Linked DNA regions of Sus scrofa: region 1 is linked to region 2. Evidence: chromatin contacts called from public Hi-C data. All regions are on one chromosome and are shown on one strand. Each heading gives the region's core, a stretch centred on a gene start, on an enhancer-like site or on the middle of the called end of the contact. The rest is flanking DNA. Distances are from core to core; before and after follow the strand shown.

Region 1 (2,863 bases), core at 131-2,630, 410 kb before region 2:
GCAGCTTTGCTCATAAACTGCAGTATTGTTTTGTATGTATATTCAGCTTTGGTTTTTAATTTGATTTCCATAGAGGTCACCATGATCCAAGGTGAAATTCCCCCAGATGAAAGAAATCCAAGATTTGCAGAAAAATTTAATCTCTTCAGAGAGACAAAGTCCACTTCACCGACAGCTTACCCAGACTGTTTGAGCCCCAGGAAAGTGGTCTTTGGTCTGAATTCTAAAAAATTGACGGTATTGGAATTTCTTCTAACAGGAACCCTGGAAAGGGGGAGTTTTATGCAGTTTCATAAAGGCGAGAACTATAGAGTTTTAAGAGTTCTTTTAAAGAACACAGCAGTGGGTCTGAAGGCCTTAATAGACAGGGGTGGAAGTTAATCCACCTGATAGGATGCACAGACCCAAGAGAAGGAAGAATCCAATTGTAAAGGGGAGCTGGAGAAGAAAGAGCTCTCCCAGGGCGCAACCTAGCTCAATTCCCCTCTGCTAACTCTCAGTAGCTCACTTTAGGATTTAGAACACAGGTGCTAGCCCTCCGCGTCAGACAAAGGGAGCGGTCTCCTACAGCCTCTTAGGGATGAATGAGGGTTCAGCTTACCTTTTAGGGTCCACCCATCCTTCCTCAGGCGCCCAATGAAGCCGCAGTCTCTTCCTGACGGGCGGTGTCGAACTCTCTCCGGAAACGGACAGGTACCTTGGACCAATGGTTGGAGCTGAGGCGGGCCAATGGGAGCGAGAAATGGGTCAACCTGGGGTTTGAGAATGAGAGAGCCCGCACAGGGGCGGGGGCGGGGGGCGGGCGACGTAGGCGCAGTGGGTGGAGCGGGGCGAGCGGGGCGACTGGCGGGACAGCCTCAACCGCGGCGGGAGGAACCTGCGGACGGGTTGGCGGCGGCCAATGGGAAGGCGGGTTGGCGCAGGGGCGGGCCTGGGCTCCGGGAAGCCCCGCCTCTTCGGGTCCGCAGGGCTGGGGCGGAGCCAGGTCCGCGTCAGGTGGTCCTGGGCGTGCGGGCGGAGCTGGGGGCGGCGCGCGGCGCGGAGCTGGGAGAGGCGGCCGGCTGGAGGCGGCGGGCACCGGCTGCTTGAGCAGGTACCCGTGGTGGAGGTGGTGAGGCCGCCCCAGCGGTCGAACGCGAAGGCGGGGGCTCCGGCCCGCCGCGCCCCCATGCTGCGCTGAGCACTCGCACTCCGCTCACTTGTCGCGGCGCCGCGCCAGCCACAGCGAGCCGGCTCTCCCCGCCCTGCCAGCCCCGGCCCTACCTGCGGCCGCCGTCGGGGGAGGGGGGTTCCCCCAGCTCTGCGGAGCCGCATGAACAATAGGCAGCGGCGGCTCCTGCGGGCGGCGGCAGCCCCGCACCCTATGGATCGGCCGCTCCATGGAGCCCTCCAGAGCGCTTCTCGGCTCCCTGGCGAGCGCCGCCGCTGCCGCCCAGCCGGGGGAGGATGGAGCGGGGGCCGGGGCCGAGGAGGAAGAGGAAGAGGAGGAGGAGGCGGCAGCGGCCCCCGGGGATCTGGGCTCCGACACGCCGATGCCCTACTGGACGGCGGTGTTCGAGTACGAGGCGGCGGGCGAGGACGAGCTGACCCTGCGGCTGGGCGACGTGGTGGAGGTGTTGTCCAAGGACTCGCAGGTGTCCGGCGATGAGGGCTGGTGGACCGGGCAGCTGAACCAGCGTGTGGGCATCTTCCCCAGCAACTACGTGACCCCGCGCAGCGCTTTTTCCAGCCGTTGCCAGCCTGGCGGCGAGGACCCCAGTTGCTACTCGCCCATTCAGTGTAAGGAGAAGGCGGGGCGCGGGAGCCTGGCGGGGGCTGTGGGGGGGGGGGGATGATGGAGCTTGGGGTGGTCGAGGAGGGAGAGGAGCCCTCCTTGAAGGTTAGGTTAAGGTGGTCAGTGATTGACCTGATGTGTGCAAGCGTCCTCGGGCTGCAGGGGCTTTGGCCGGTGCAATTGGTTAGACAGACTTGCCGCAGGCCGCGCCTGGAACCTCAGGCTCTTGGGCTTCTTCACCTTCGCCTGACCACCTCAGCAGCAGCTCCTGATTGTACATCCTGAAGCCCTAGCAAGAGAATCTCCCTCGCACTCCCCACCCCGCAAATCTGGAAGGATTTTAGGCCGGCTGGTGGTTTCTATTATAACCTTAGTCCCCCAGTCTGGGACCTTCCCGACCTTTTCTAGCGCCTTCCCCGCCCCTTATAGGTATTTGCTTTGAAGGAGACGGGGCGGGGGGGGGGGTGTTTCCCGCGGGGCTGGACTGGCGCACCGGTCCCGGAAGTCTGTGTGAACTTACGGCTGAAGTATCTTTCTTGGGTTGCTTTCTTGGATCCTAATCTTGTATCTTAAAAGTTGTACCTTTAGGAGTCTCAGTGAAGAATGTGCTAAGAAGGGTGTGTATTTGTGTGGGGGGGGGGCAGAAATGATTAGGGAGGGAAAAGTATGCCATTCCCCCCACGAGAGATCAGGAGCCCAGGCACAATGGCTAAATCCCAGTCCCTTGACACCTATACAGTGTATTTTCTCCTTTATTCTCACCCTAGATCCTTGCCTATATTTGGTCTTTGCCAAATCTCAGGGGGCCCATGCGCAGGGGTCCCTCCCAGGTCTTCCAGTGTCCTGGTTTTCACCAATTTCCCAGGAGCCCCCTGCTCCACACCCTGTAATGAAATTTTCTTTGTTTTTTCAAAGAAGTTGCCATTAGAATCCTTTAATCAGTGATGCTAGGTGGTTTTAGAAGAAAGATGTAAATATCTCCTGGGGCACTTTACACTATTTTGTATTTGAGGTTTTCCGTAATTTCTTTGCTGTTAAAAAAGTATTGTTAATACACGTGTATCATTATTTAGTCCATATGTTAATATA
Region 2 (3,149 bases), core at 11-2,510:
TGTGAAGTTGTCTTTAAAAATTTCATCTCATTTACTCTTTTAAGCAAATATTAAGGATCTATAATCATGCCCTTTTTAAGGTGGGGAAACATGGTTGGGAGGTGTTAGGTTACCTGACCAAACCCAGACAACTAGAAGAAAATGGACCTGAAGCTTCAGATTAGCTCTTCTGACATCACCTCCTGTGTTCTTTCTACTATTCCATATTCACTTCTCTTAGGATTAGCAAATACGAATTAGCAAAATTCTTAATGAATCTGTCTCTTTCTTTGTTTTGTTTTTGTTTGTAAACATAGTAGCTTCTGGTTTGAGGAACAACCTGGAGTTAGACCATAGGGATTGGTGGAAGCCTGAAACGTGTAGTTCCAATTAACGCAAATTCAGATTAAATAGTCAACAGAAGCTACCGTGTTTACTAGTCCTATTCTAGGGACTTAAATTTTTTTTTCTACCAAAAGAAAGAGACTTTTATCCCTCTCTTTCCCAGAGGGTTTTCTTGAGCAGGCATGTAATTACAAAATCCTTCCCCTGTCCCTTCTGTATGTACATAAAATGTATAAAAAGTGAAACAAGCCTCTCGCCAGGAACAGCTCAGGAAAGTTTTTCTTAAGGTCCTAGGAGCCAGCTCTTTGAAATATAATAACCAAGAAAGAGAGTCCCCTATCTGCTCTGAACAGAGGAATTAGCCTAGGCTCCTTGCTCTAAGCTCTAAGTACCTGCTTGACATAGAAATAGAGAAGTTTTCTTTTCCCTTGGATAATGGCAATTAATGAACACAAACGGCCTCTTCAAGGATGACCTACCAAAGAATGTACGGCAAACAGTGTTAAGTCCTCTTAAATGAGAACATATGTATAATGAATGGTACCTTCATGTCTGTATAAAAGGGTGAATTTCTGTCTTAAAAATCGCATTAGCAGATTGCCTGTGACGCCTATCGCAGTCCGGTTCAAAGCTTACTAACAACAAGAACTCCTTACTGCCTCTTAACCGTGGAGATTTTCTGAGACGGCAGGAGAACTTAGTTTTCATTTTTCCTTGACAATATCAATTTATTTATTATGTCTCTTACCTTTACTATCCCTCCCCGCCCCCTACTCCGCCCCCAAGAGTAAATCAGGCTAGAAACGTGCCCCTTGCTCATCCTGCAGGTTGCACCTGGCGAAGGAAGGCGCCACAGCGGCCGTCAGAACCACGACTCCCAGCATTCCTGGCGCTCACCGCTCTCGAGACTTCCTCTTCCGGCCCCAGGGCTGCTGAAACTGAAAGTGCTGGGCTTCTGGCGCTAGACGCCAGGCCCCCCGGCGGATTTTCATCTCCCCCGTCACGAGCTGTTGCTGCTTCAAGTTGGGAAGCCAGACAAACAGTAAAATATGAACGGAAGAGTGGATTATTTGGTTACTGAGGAAGAAATCAGTCTCACCAGAGGACCCTCAGGTATGTGCAGAAGTGGTCATCGCCGAGAGTCGGGTACTTGGGGCTGTAATTGCAGAGCGGACACCTCTTCTGCAGAGCCAGATTTCTTTTGGCCTCAGAGAAGGCAGGCCCCAACCTGGTGGTTGCATGCAGTGTTTGCGGGCTCATAGAAGAATATATTGGCATCCAGCGTTAGCATGAGACGGATCTGAGGAATCCACCTCGTTTTTCAGTCGGATTACCGCATGTATTTATAGTCAGGAGGGGTTTCTTTCTGCTACGGGAAAATCCTGCTTTCTAGACCGTGGCCGTGAACTCCACACCCCTCCTTCCATTGCCTACTCTATCACCGTTTCCGTGAAAGACTGTTTAGTAAAAATGGGAGCATAAACGGTGTGGACTGTAAATACATAGCCGTTTTCTTGCTGATAGTATCCCTCCCTCCCTCCTCCTTTCATTTTTTTTGGGAAATTCATTTAGAGGACCACCCGGAATCCTAAAGCAGAAAGAGACTTAGAGGTCTACTCGGGAAGTTCCCAAACCTGGTTTCGTCTCAAAGTTATGTAAGATTTTTTTGGGTTTTCTTTAAAAAATAAAAGGGCAATTCCTAGAACCCATTTCTGTTAATTTGGATTCAATGCAGGTGTTTCTTTGGGCTTTTTCGTCCCTCTTTCCTCCTTCCCTCCCTCCCTCTTTCCCTTCTTCCTTTCATCCTACCTTGCTTCTTTTCTTCACAAGCACATCAACTGATTCTGATACTACCAAATCCTCACTGACCCCTACAGTCCTCTTACCTCCTGATGCCCTTCATTTCACTAGGCTCTTCACGTTACTCCCTGCTATCTGCCTTGGCTTTTGTTGCCTTTCCTTTACAGCTGTCTAGTGTATCGATTAAGAGAGCTTTAGCTTTGGCTTAAACAGGTCCAAATCTGGAATCTAACCTCTTACTAGTTCTTTGATATTTATTGGCTGACGAACTTTATTACTGATGTAAGTCTTAATTTCTCATCAGTAAAATGTGCATGATAATAGAATACACTTACTAGGGTTATGAGAATGAAATCTAACTATGTAAGATCTTTAGAACGTTGTGTGGTAAGCACTGTGTGTTTGCTGCTGTTGTTAATAGACAAATGATTAGTAAATTCTCCTAAATACTGTCATTTCAAGAGTCTCCAAGTCATCAAGTATCATAGGCTCTCTCTGAAATGTTTTGCATACGCCTTTCAATCCTGTTTCCATCACCACTAGACCAGTCCATCTTTCCTCATCAGGTATTTTGATATAGCTTGGTCCACCACTCATAGATTATTCTTCATAAAATGTGGCTTTCAGAATCATCCATGCTGTCTTTTTTCTTGTTATGAAAAATTGGAAATTGATTTTACTTATAAGACTGTAGTTCTTTGCTAATCTGCATGGTTAAATGCCGAAAAGATTCCATACGAGCTCCTAAACTTTTGTTAAAGGCTCATTCAGTATGACCAAGTGTCTTAATACACTTTTTCTATTTCATATGAATTTTTCATCTCTCTTAATATTGACTTTTGAGGAGAACAGTTGTTAAACCAAAATCTGTTTTTCTGTACTTTTCATCCATTACTACTTGTGCTTCTCTTGGGCCAGGTGAAACAATGGTAGGTCATTTTCTGATTGCCCTGCAATTATTTAAAGGCATCTGGTTGTGTTTTGTCTCTTTCTCCTACAGTGTAACTATCCCTAGTTGTTCGGTT

The links. Hi-C and Micro-C count contacts between places; a contact is called where the count stands out from the background.
Region 1: a Hi-C map of embryonic fibroblasts shows a contact between it and region 2, with 2.0 times the contacts expected there. The contact joins the promoter of MAP3K9 here to the promoter of SYNJ2BP in region 2. A contact is called at or near these places in 1 of 5 promoter capture datasets (liver), 3 of 47 Hi-C or Micro-C datasets (embryonic fibroblasts and fetal skeletal muscle) and 2 of 2 datasets of contacts at active chromatin or transcription factors (alveolar macrophages and skeletal muscle).

Annotation. Positions count from the first base shown.
Region 1 is chr7:94,378,577-94,381,439 of Sscrofa11.1, reverse strand. MAP3K9 (mitogen-activated protein kinase kinase kinase 9) reads left to right here and starts at 1,380. Exons shown (of 12, transcript XM_021099417.1): 1 at 1,380-1,779. The coding sequence starts at 1,380.
Region 2 is chr7:93,972,447-93,975,595 of Sscrofa11.1, reverse strand. SYNJ2BP (synaptojanin 2 binding protein) reads left to right here and starts at 1,260. Exons shown (of 4, transcript NM_001244991.1): 1 at 1,260-1,437. The coding sequence starts at 1,374.